2 separate regions of the Hordeum vulgare genome follow, and region 1 is linked to region 2. A link is a contact called in public Hi-C data. All regions are on one chromosome and are shown on one strand. The core of a region is the stretch at or near the end of the contact, and the rest is flanking DNA. Distances in the headings are between cores, read along the strand shown.

The links. Hi-C and Micro-C count contacts between places; a contact is called where the count stands out from the background.
Region 1: a Hi-C map of seedling shows a contact between it and region 2, with 3 times the contacts expected there. The contact joins the promoter of LOC123397948 here to the promoter of LOC123395727 in region 2. A contact is called at or near these places in 2 of 6 Hi-C or Micro-C datasets (leaf and seedling) and 1 of 1 datasets of contacts at active chromatin or transcription factors (embryo).

Annotation. Positions count from the first base shown.
Region 1 is chr5H:81,426,168-81,432,604 of MorexV3_pseudomolecules_assembly, forward strand. LOC123397948 reads right to left here and starts at 3,533. Exons shown (of 2, transcript XM_045092458.1): 1 at 3,235-3,533; 2 at 612-1,094. The coding sequence starts at 3,412. The coding sequence ends at 811.
Region 2 is chr5H:81,083,372-81,089,655 of MorexV3_pseudomolecules_assembly, forward strand. It overlaps LOC123395727, which reads right to left and starts at 4,382. Exons shown (of 11, transcript XM_045090754.1): 1 at 4,163-4,382; 2 at 3,130-3,216; 3 at 2,337-2,649; 4 at 2,151-2,234; 5 at 1,545-2,060; 6 at 1,327-1,456; 7 at 1,081-1,243; 8 at 829-957; 9 at 521-715; 10 at 319-441; 11 at 1-233. The coding sequence starts at 2,589. The coding sequence ends at 120.

The DNA.
Region 1 (6,437 bases), core at 2,283-4,782, 340 kb after region 2:
CGAATTGCCAATGGTAGGCCTATGTAACGAATTGGGAAGGAGGATCGGCATGCCGAAAATTGTTGTAGGATGTCATCAAGGTCCAAACTTGCGCACTGTTAGGGGCAACCAAGCTCTTCACACAGTTGGCGACGAGCCCGGTTGACTCACCGAATGAGGAAAGTGCAATGAAACTGACACCCTCCTTGATAGGGGCACAAAAAAGCGATGCATCATTAGCGTATGGTGAAGCCCTGATGCCCGCAAAGCGGCTGCCTAGCGGGTGTAGCAGACCTGAGAGGTGGCCTTGGCCAGGATGTGATGCAGCTGGTCAATGGAAAGCACAGAGCAAAATATCACCTTATTCTCCTTGAGTCTCCTCCACACACAGCAAGAGTTCTGTGGTGTATCTCCTTCTACTCCTATGAGTGATATTCCAATCGACAAGCATGGTAAAAAAAGTGGTCAAACATGGTATGAAAGATATGAATTGCCACACATAGTTTTGTGGTGCTTCTTCAATGCATATTCATGTTTTACCCCATCTACCCCTATGGGCGATAATTCCGTGGTGGTTCTTCAACGCCTATTCATGTTTTATTTTGACCATATATTGTATTTGGACATCATTCTTTGTTTAAACGCCTATTTATATGGGTCAAAAACATATAATGATTTACAACAATTAGGCATTCGACATCAGATCCCTTCAAACGACTGACATCAGTAATGACCGTTACAAGCATAGGGACCGACCAACAGCTTCCCTTTCAGATCTTACACCATGTTTACCTATATATCAGGCCCGGGCATGAACCCATCCTACGGATTTCAGCTACAGTACAGCGGAATATTGGCAGGCTTGTACAGGAATGCCTTAACGCTGTGCGAGTTCCCTGAGTGTTTGTTGTATGTGAACTTGACCCCAGAGTGTGCATCGCCCCTCCTCGTGCAATGCTGGTGGAAGCTGCTGATGGGCCTCGCCAGGCACGAGTCCCACCGGTCGCTCTCCGGCATCGTCTCCGCAACACTGTAGATGCCCTCGTAGTTTGTGAATGCCTGGTAGTTGATGACCTCACCAGATTTCGTAATGCACAGAACAGCAACCTCAGCGCCTATACAAGACACAAAGATGTACATGAGCAAGACGAGATTTAAACAGATTAGCTTGCAGAAACCTTAATTGTGCGCAACACAATGAACAATCCAAAGCAAAGAAAACAAAATGGAATTAGTAAGAGACAGGCAGCACATGTGTGCTTGCCAGTCACATCAAAGGTTCAAGATGTAATTCATTTTCAGTTTGGTAGTACCACCTAAAGATCGCCACTTCAGATTTACACTAACATTTTCCAATACACTTTGATAGCTTACAGCATGTAAGCGTTATGAAATATCCCTAATTTTCTTGACAAAAAGGGATGTCAAAAGCCATTGTTGACACCTGCGCTAGCACCAGCACTGCTCGACCCATTTGTGTTTTCATCTCAGTTTGTTCATGGATGGTTGAATTACTGAATCGGCCTACCTGAGTTTCTAAAATGGTTGATTCAACAGCCACTCGGCCCACTCCCTCTCCTCCAACTTGATTTTTGATGTAGTGGTTGAATTGCCGAAATTATGCCTGTAGCTATACCGTGAAACAATCTACGCCAGCAGAATGACGACTGTACCAGTACAGTATGATGGTTCGGGAAAAAATAAAATAAAAAAGGAATATTGATACAATAGGCAGAAAGTTCTCCCAATAGGCTTAACAGGCAATGTTTTGACGTCATTCAGTTTGAGCTTGTAGGGGAGCAAGAAAGAGGAAGCAGAAGGGGAGGATGAAGCAGTAGGAGGAGCGGGATGGAGAGGCCAGAGGGGTCAACCTGCAAATCAGTGACAACGACTAACTCCAGGAAATGGACTCCTGCGACTTGGCAGTGGGTGCCCTCATGTTAATGCTTCTCATTGGTGTTCATACTTAGCGGAAAGGAACAGGGATTGGATCGCAAGAGATAGCAGGGAGGTGAAGGATCACCCTCTAGGCTTCTGTGGCCTTGTCCAGCCAAAGCTTAGAGAGAAGCACTATTAATTTCTGTCACACCGTTCACAGTTGCAACTTTATCAAACAGAGAGCACATCAATGGATTTTCTTTGATGACATTTGAGAAATGCTGACATTTCTTGATCAACAACTAAAATAAGTCTCACAAAACCAAAGGAAAAGTTCACATATATACTGGAAAGAAGTGGATTCAAATTTATCTTTAGAGACGCATTCGGCTATTCCATGGACATGCACTACGCCAATGACTATTATTTCTTACATTGGGAAATGCATTACGTACTCTCTGCAAGCCAATGTACAGACCCACCTGGGTACCTAAATAATTTTGAATTTGATATCTTTAGTTTCCTTTGCGCATGGAGTTTCAGAGAGATATAGTGGAACAGATAATGTAGTGGATACGTGAGGGAAATTTAGGCTATAGTTTACACAACATCTAAGTATATACATATGCAATGATAAGCTCCAGAGAATTACTCGGTAAAGGTCTGTTGTATTGAAGGCAGTACATCATATTTAGCCATCCTTAATAGTTTTCTTATGCAGAAGTCAAGAAATCTACCTGATAGTTAAGTTAACCTCAATTTTGGAACATGTTTTGAGTTAAAGCCGTCCCTGTAATTTGATTTGTTCCCATGGCAGTGAAAAGCAGTTTATGCACTTTCATACGTTCCCAGAACATGTAGGATAGAAGTCAAACCCTTTTCCTTATTTCTTCTTATGTCTTTTTGCTAGAAACTGAACAACCTTAGAGTGAGATACAGATAACGGCTCATTGTGTTTGCCTCACCTCACCAAATCCCAACTTCTGTATGATGTGCGTCCATGTATGTTCCTCACTAGCTAACACAAGATCCTCCAATTATCTATGTCCGATTTTCATCTCAACAACAGATGACCAGTAGCCAAACATCATATGACCAGTAGCCTAACAGATATCCCACCAGAATTTCCCATGGAATGATACCAAAAGCATTCTCCACGGCCCACGAATTTCCACTAGGGCGAAACTCGCCACTCTGCTCAACGTGTCAACCCAGACAGACCAGGTAAACCGAGAACTAAATTCGAGATCCAAAACAGCTGAACCGAGATCCGCGGAAGCGATGGCTCGAAATGTAGCTCCGTGGCCACGAGAGCACAGAGGGCGGCGACAGCAACTTAGATAGGTTCGAAGGAGGAGACAGGCTCACTGGGCTGACCTTCGAGGGCGTGGTCCTCGGGCCCGATGGCAGAGTCGGCGCAGACGTCGCAGACGACGCGGCCGCGGATCTCCCCCGTCCACGCTTCGGCTGTAGGGGCCGCCGCAAGCAGGAAAGCGAGGAGGGCCAGGTGGAGCGGGAGCAGACACCGGTGAAGGAGAGAACACGCCGTCGCCATGGATTGGGATGTTTGGTCGAGCTACTCTTTCCTCTCTCTCTCTCTCTCTCTCTCTCTTTGAGACGAGCTACTCTTTCCTTTTTTTTTCTTTTCTTTTTTTGAAATGACGAGCAACTCTTTCCTGATGGTGGGAGAAGGGGTTGGTGACATTTTACCTTTCGCGGGAGTATTGACAAGGATGTAGAGTAGGAAACCAGCAAGAACTAGGCCTGGGCAGCCCGGCGCAAAAAAGGGCCGGGCCTGGTCAGGTTTGTCTCCATGGATGGGTTTGAGCCTGGGTTTGCAGCCCAAAAGATAGTTGAGAGAATTACTTATTTAGCACTGTCTTAAATTTTGTTTCCCTGTTTGACACCAATTTTTTTTTTTCTTCTTTACCTACTAATAAAGCAATTAGTGCTTCTGTCGTCCGTCATTAACACTATCCATAAAGTTGATGAAAATTACCCACAATTGTCACTTATAAGTCATAGAAAACGTTCCAAACAGGAAAATCTTCGGACTGGGCCGGCCCATGTAGGCACCTCCTATATTACGCTCTGAGCATAGGAAAAAGATGCAGCACACCTATTTGGACCGGCCCATGCGTGCCAGCCTGTTCTTTTACTTTACTTTTTTATTTTACTTTTCAGTTCCATTTTTTATACTTTAAATAACTTAGAACTTCAAATAACTTTTCTTAAATTTAAGAAACTGAGAATTTTGAAATAAAATATTAAAAAACATAATTTTTTTGAGAATTCAAAAACTACTCAGGAGTTTTGAAAAATGTTTGCATATACAAAAAAATGTTTAAATTTTTAGAAAATGTCTGTAAAATGAAAAAAGTCAATAATTTTAAACAAAAGTCCGTGTAAAAATCTTTAAAACAGTTCGTGCCTCTGTTTTTAGTCTCATTTTTTAATTTTAATTTTCTGTTCCATTTTTTTAAAATTTTAATAATATCGACTTTTGAAAAACTTTTGCAACTTATAAAACTGAGAATTTTGAAATAGAATTTCGAAGAAAACATAAAATATTTTTGAATTCAAAAAATGCTCGGGATATTTGTAAAAGTATTCCCATATTCAGAAAAATGTTCATAATTTTGAGAACAATGTTGGTGAAAAGAATAAAAGTCCATGATTTTGAGAAAAAAGTTTGTGTATTATTTTTTGAGTGCAATTGAAAAAATTGTTTGCTAATTCAAAAAATGTTCATGCATTTCAAGAAATGTCCTAAAATTTTAAGGACGTAATATGATCAACATCCTTGAAGATTATAATTATTTTTCTCCCGTTGCAACGCACGGGCCCTTTTGCTAGTATTTAAATATAACTTTTGTTCCCTCTATGACACTTTCATTCATTTTTACTACCAACTAGGCAACTATGTTAAGTAACACCTAAAAAGATGATTTTATCCCTCGTGCAACTTATGGCCAAAATTATTCATGTGACTAGAGAATCAATACCTATTTTCATGCTTATATATACAATCATCGTCGATGTCACTGAACCAATTTTTTATTTAAAAACATATACACAAAACATACCTCAAATGCAAATTAAAAGGTTTAGATTTTAATTAAAAAATCACGAGGAACGAGCGCCTGAACCCGCATCCTCTTCCTGCCTCCTCCTGTTCCTGCCTCACATAGACGTCGTCGCCACCTTCTCCTCCGCCTGCCCAACCCCCCCCCCCCACCCGCTGCCTCCTCCTCGTGCTGCTGCTCGCCGTCGCTGCCGCCTCCTTCTGCCCGTCGCCAATGTCGCCGCCTCCTTCTCCTGCCTCACGCCCCATCACCCCGCCGCCCAGCCGCCCCCTCCGGTGAGATTTTTTTGTTCTTTGTTTTTTCCTTTAATTGATACTGTTAATTAGGTTAGTGCTAGGTTAGGTTAGAAAAGAACTAATTAGGTTAGTGCTAGGTTAGTCATAATTAGAAGAAGAAGAAGAAAAGAAGAATAAGTAAAAGAAGAGGAAAAAGGAAAAGAAGGAAGAAGAAGAAGAGGAGGAGGAGGAGGAGGAGAAGAAAAGAAGAAGAAGAAGAAGAAGAAGAAGAAGAAGAAGAAGAAGAAGAAGAAGAAGAAGAAGAAGAAGAAGAAGAAGAAGAAGAAGAAGAGGAAAAAGGAAAAGAAGAAGAAAAAGAAGAAGAAGAAGAAGAAGAAGAAGAAGAAGAAGAAGAGGAAAAGAGGAGAAGAAGAGGAAAACAGAATAAGAGGAGAAAGAAAGAAGAAAAGGATGAGAAGAAAAGAAGAAGAAGAAGAAGAAGAAGAAGAAGAAGAAGAAGAAGAAGAAGAAGAAGAAGAAGAGAAGAAAAGGAAGAAGAAGAAGAAGAAATAGAGGAGAAGAAGAATAAAATAGAACTGGAAAATAGTTATATATAGAGAGATTCTTTTATCGGGATTGAATATTCGTGTTGATCGAGTGGATTTAAATGTGCATTTGTTTTGTTGTTGTGAGGGTCTGGTGTTCGACGACCTCCTCGTGCGTTCGACGAGCTCAAGTGCCTCCATGGGTGAGCACAAATGACATCTCCTCCTCCCCTCTTCATTTTCTTTGTTCCAGTTTTCGTGCCGATGATACTTGCTAGCTATAGGTAGATTCAATCATCAATATGCATGACCAGTATGTGTCTCCTGTTTGAAAGGGTTATAGTTATAAATATGCATGCATTTTGCATATTTATAACCGTGATTCTTTCGAATTGTCCAATGTTATCCATGGACAGCCTGAGTATGTGTAGACTGAGTTTGTTTTCCCATGCTCTGCTCCGGATCCGATGCAGAATTTTGTCAGAGCCTCCCTGTTGTTCTCCGGGTACACATCCTGTGTGTTTAATACCGAGACGTGTATCAGGAGAACAGCGGGGAGGTGCTGCCAAAATTTTGCGTCGGATCCGGAGCAGAGGATGGAAAAACGAATCCAATCTACACATACTCAGGTGGGATTAGGACCTTTATTTACCTATTAGCATGCAGGTTGCATTAACGTAATAAAATTAACAAACTTGATTAACTGATAAATATATATGTTGAATTATATATAT
Region 2 (6,284 bases), core at 3,132-5,631:
GCACAGATAGCAAATGGAAGGTCATCAATCCTCAAGGGTCAGAACTTGTGAGCACCTGGAAATGGTATTGAGGTCCTGACTGAGACTCCAGGTTTAACTTAGCACGGCCAGCTCATCTGTCAGTCGTCGTCGCAAGGAAGGAGTGTTGGTATCTGCCCATGATCGACGAAATCAAGCCGGTTTAGCCTTACACTGCACAGGACATTCTCAGGGAGTTCTTCCTGCTTCTGGGCCTGCATGACACACTCAACATGTTCAGTTCATCGACAAGCCATCCCACGTAGCAACTTATGAAGAAGAATTGGTTCATCATGCTACCTGTATTGTTAGACCCAGATCGATTACACCATGTTTCAGCCGTTCTCGGAAAGCTTCGAGCCCTTTCCTCGATATGAAGCTGAACCGGTGCACATCAAGGTCTATCTCCAAGTAATTTGATCCCTGTATGTATCAACCACATATGTTATGTAGGAATCAAGATGCTACAAAAGATGGAATGCATCAAGAAAATGTCACGCACCACATAGAAGTTGTGTTGAGGCCGTGACAGAACTGGCTTTTCATTGTAAGCCTGCACAAGTTTCCTCTCTGCAGAACTCAGATTCATATCATCTGGGTTAACCAGTCCTGTCAATATTTTCAATCTTTCCCTGTAAGGGATAGTTGAGTCCAATGGAAAGCCTTTGACCTTTTCTACCTCATCGCTTACAAGCCTCTGTAAATAAGACAGGAAACAGAGATTAAGGGCATATCAGTTCAGGTCATCAGGATTAACATGCATCAGTTGTCTGCGAACAAAGACGGCGCCTGATGAGAGAGAAATTTTACCTTGATACTCTCATAGAACTGAGGAGAAATCTCTTTCTCAAAGTTGTCGTTCAGTTTGAAATACAATACAAGATTGATCCCTTCCCCATCGCTGTCACCAAGGAAGATAGCTGTCGGATATGTAGGCATCTGGGTGCAAAATATATACGCATTAGTAATCATCTGGGTGCAAAATATATACGCATTAGTAATCGTTGCAACAACTAGCATGCCCAAAATTAAGGGGGAACCAGCGAGTGCTGACGATCGTACCTGAATATTTACGATAAGTAACGACGGAACTTTCTCGCTTGGCCTTATAGATGGAAGCTCAATATGCTGGGCAATGTGGTGTATTTTCCTTGGTGACATGAATATGTCCACGCCAATTGGAGTATATGGAGAACTCCCTGGGGCAGCCGACTTCTTTTTGTCTCTACATGAAAGTTATACAAATTAAAACCAAGTTCATGCACTAGATTTTTACAAAAGACAAGCAAAGGGTGCACCAACTCTTACCTGAAAAAGTTTTCTCCGCGTAGCTTGAAGGTCGAAGGCTCAAGAGTGGACCAACAACCTTCTGATATTTTCTCGCTGGCTTGAGGAATCAATAGGCCGGCTCTTGGACGAATCAAGTACCTCCTAGAGCCTGTGGATACAGATTCAACATCAACCATGTTTCTGAAAACTACCTCTAATGTAAAAAAAATGGTAAAACACATCAGAGGAAAACTCACATATTTCAGTAGTTTGCTCCCCATCAAAAGATGTCCTCGTGAAAGAGAGCCTGACAACTCCTGACTTCTTCTTTTGGCCCCGTGGGCTCGCCACTCCCAAAGGCTGAACCTTATTTGCATGACGAGGCGTGCACACTGGTGTCAAACTTTTGAAGATACTTTCATGAGATTTTTCTCCATCTTTGAAAGACTTCAAATTATTGCATGCCTCGTCGCTTCGTCGAAGTTTTGTCAGCACTTTTACGCCCTCAGTTCTCGTCTTTGCTTCCTGCACCTTTGCACCAGAGACATCAGATGTTTCCGAGCTTACAATTTTAAGCCTCTCTGCTTCCTGAACACCAGATTGGCTTGATTTATCCATACAGTTTGCATCTCTTGTTAGGTACTGCCCAACAGCTTGAGCAACACATGAACTGTCAAAAAACTTCTCGAACTTCTGGAAGCAATCAGCAATACATGAAGCATCTTCGCACTGCACTAAGTGCGTCCTTCCTGCGCTCGACATGGCAGGAAAGTCTGCAAGAAAATATTGTGCATAAATAAAAATATGTGACCAATGCATGTGCCTAGTGCGAATGAAATCTGTCCAGAGAAAAGACAATACACCTCCGTTGACACTGCTGAAATCTTCATCAGAATCAGAACCCAAAATACTGACAGAATCGAACCATGCTTCTTCCTGACATACCACTGGACCAATAGGGCAAAATATAAGGACTTTTGATCCTAAATGTGAAATGTAAAGACATTGGATCCTAAAATGTATGAAGTTAACATGAAAATTCCGATTACCGCTTCCATTTTCTGATTCTAGCTCGCTATGATGCCACTGCAGCTGTGTGAGGTGGAATGTTACATTCGAGCCATCAGATTTCCTGCGAGTGGCCGCCGAAGTCTCCACATGGACAACTTCTCCAGAAGCAGCACAGTTCCCCACATCACTGGGGCGTATCATAGGCGTATTTCTCAAAACCTTTCCGCGACGATATATGAAGCGCAATCTCTGCGGCTTCCGCCTTCTGCTTGAGGACACACAGGCACCCATGGTAGTAGTTGTGAGAGGATTTATTCTTCAGAGTCTCAACAAATGTAGACTTCCAAGAAGCTGCACAAGAAAAAGGCTCAAGAGAGATCAGCTAGCTTGTCCTTCACAGTGTGGAGATTACTTGTGTGCCTACCCTAGATTACTTGTAGTGCATCTGAAAGTTGGTCGCCTAATTCATGCAGCTATATGAAAAAAACTTACGTACAAATTTGATAAAAAGAAAGAAGATGCCAAAATACATCCATTTTATGGTTCTTCAAATCTTCAATGATGCAGTAAAAGTAAAACGGATAAAAAAAAACAGGTCCCCCCTCCTACTGACGATCTTGAGGGTGCTTAATTCAGAACTTAATACGGTACTACATAGGAACTTGCAACGAGGGGGCATGCACTGATCTTAGAACAAGATGCAGGAACAAAAGCAGACAATGAAACCATGAAATTCTTACTGTGACAGTAGAAGGCAGAGAGATCAATCAAAATAGCACTAGCAAATTTCTTGAACGGCTACATTACATACATGGATGGAACTAGAAATACCTGGTGATGAACAGGGCAAATGAGGCCGGAGATGCGATGCCTACTACTAGTAATCACCAGCGCAGCACTCCGCCTCCTTGTGACAGCCTGCGCACAAATCCATTTACTGACCGTTCAAATGTGGAAAGACATGTATGCTCATAATAAAACCGCAAATCAACAGTTGGTCTGCGCATCATCGCAGCTATATAATTAGAATTGATCTGAATCAAGGGGAAATGCTATACTAAATAAGAACTAGACAGGAAATGGCTGTACTGGAAACAACTGGGAGCTCCAGGTAAAACAATAAACAAGTGTGAAGATTCTGCCGAGCTTTATTGCTGGTTGAACATCTCAGCTCGACAAGTTGACTCCATGGCCACTAACGAAGGATTTTTTTTAGGCTTTTTTAAGAGGCGACGAACACAGAAACCCAGAGTGGAGTGGGGATTAAAATAGTCGGATTGAAACTAGCAACAGAACTGGATCTTACTACTTAGCCAAGAACTTCTGTTCTTTCAGAGAGGAAAGGAGAGGAGAGGAAATCAAATAGTAGTCGCCAGCAAGAACCTGAAGGAGTTGGATTCACGTCTGCGCAGACTAATCCCGCAAATCAAATGACAGCACAGAGGAAAGAGCCCGGATGAATCAGAGCAAACAAATTAATCAAATGCAGGGGCATTTTTTTTTTCTGAAGGCAGGGCCAGGCAGCAGCTCGATCAAAAGGGAGTGGCCCTGCTCCTAGCTACTTATTAGCAGCAGAGGGAAACAAGAGATGGTCTGCGTGGAAGCAACCCAGGCTGAATCCAAGCAGAAATCGACAGCACAGCCGCGGCATTGGTGGATAAGCAGAAGAACCGCTCGTAGCTGTGTGTGCTCTGCCGACAAACCAATCGCGACGGCGAAAAGAACACCAAATAAGCAGAAGCAAGAGGGGTGGATTTCGAGGTCGATCCAGGACCAGCAAGGCCGCCTCCTCCCCCGCCAAGAACACCAAACAAGAAAAACAATCCTCGCGAAAAGAGAGAGAGAGAGAGAGAGAGACGGGTACCGAAGCATCACAAGGAGGGGACGGGCGGCGGCGGCGAGGTGGCCGGCCGGAGCGGGGCGGGGCGGACGGTGGATGGAGATGGCCGGGCCGGCAGGAGCGAAGTCGCCGAGGTGGTGGTGGTGGTGGTGGTGGTATCGTATATACACGTAGTATATACCCCCACGTGTGGATCGGAGGAGGCGGAGAGCTGATGGGAAGGCTCGACTTCAAAGGCAGGTGGTGGTGGTGGGGGGTGGGGGCAAGAAAAGGAAAGGAAAGATTGGAGGCTACAGTGCGGCACGGCCTTTCTCCTCCTGCGCTGCGCACGAACGATCATCGGTGTGTTTGGCTCGGAGCATCGACCGATCTTCCGCTGTTTCCGGACGAAATTTGCTTTCGGAGCAGAGTACGCACGCTCCACAGTAGTAGTGGTGGACTCGCAAGAGCATATACAGTCGGATTTCACGAATCTGACCTCTCCATGGACAGTAACCGATCATGCTTTAAATAATACACTCTATAATCGTACACATTAAATTATAAAACTCAAATTTATATTATTACATGCAACGTAAATGTAATACAAACGGAGCTCGTTCAGCTTCGTCGTGTCCATGTACGACGATCGGCTGCGTCTCTCGTAGTGTCGGTCCGGTCGTCCGCGAGGTAGAGTAGGACACGGGGCACTAGACAGCTCACGGGAGTCGAGCTCTCGTCGTCTCTCATGTCCTACTATTCCTCGTCGGAGCCCGTGACCCGGACGGTGTCGATGGACGCCAAGTTGACGACGGATCCTTCTTGGGAGGAGACAATGTCGACCACAACGCGGTTGCGACGTCCGCACCCATGCATTATACGGGGCGGTGGAGAGTGTAACTCCACCTCTACAAAGTCCATCGTTGTGAGAGCCTCCGCCGCCTCCCGCGCCCACTGCCTCGCACGGAGGGCATGCCGCACCATGTTAGTGTTCGAGGACGCCCAAGGTGCGTCCATGACGCGCCAATGAAGGGGTTGCGCGTCTACCACAACGTTCGGACGCCAGACAGACCACACTGCCTCCGATGAGGCAAATGATGTCTGATTCAGGCACCCGTTGTGCCAACGTAATGGATTCTCGACGCTACGCGTTGGACTGCTGCCGGAGGGTGGCCACCTCCCGGGAACAAAGGAGAGCAAGTCGAACGACCATCTCCTCCTCGGGACCGCGTGAGATGAACTCGTGGTCAACAGAGCTGGAGATGAAAGACTGGGATCAGCTGCCCGCTATGTCGGAGAAGGACGGAGATCGTCGGAGGCGAGCTTGGGTGACGGATGGGAGTGAAAGGGAGTGAAGTAAAGTAGTTAGGGTTTGGTTCGGCGAGCGAATAGGAATGAATATATGTGGGGTCAACACGAGCCACTGCGGGACAGGCGGGCATGCCCGGGCTCCCCCATATCCGCTCCATATTTGGGCTAGATATGAGGGATGCCGGTGAGCCAAGACATTTGATGCCGGTTTGAAAGGCCGAGTTGGGTCGAAATTTCGTGACTAGATGGCCTGACCGGGCGTTCGAGGGGAGTATTATGGGTCTTGTAGATGCCCTAAGGGCAACTCCAGCGCACGACTTATCATGTCTGTGTTTGTCCGTTTAGGCCAAAAAAACAGAAGGCACAACCCAACACACGATGGTATTCACATTTTATATCCGTTTAGCGCTCGACCTGCTCCATTTCCTATGCAAACATGCGCTCGTTTTGCGTACACACGGACGTCAAACGGATGTGCACACGCTCGTTCCATGTCCACCTCGGGCCCGCGTGTCAACCTCTCACCGTTTACATTTATGACGCAGGTGCGACCGGACCCGCCTGGCAGCCACCCCGACCGAGCGGTCGTCCTTTCTAATGTGGAAATCATGGACAGGCAGGAGTCCACACTTCAACTCTCAACGACGCGTACCTCTTCGAGCCTCGACAAGCAAACCCTAGCTCGCTCTCCTCCACATCCACGTCAGCAACAATGGTTGGCCGTTATTTCCCCGTCCGCAAGACGAGGCACGACCACAAGGACGGTTTTGTCGTCCGGCAGCCGTCGCCTCTCCACTACCCACCTCCACCTCCACATCCATCGTCTGCATTCCATATCTCGATGGACGAGACCGCA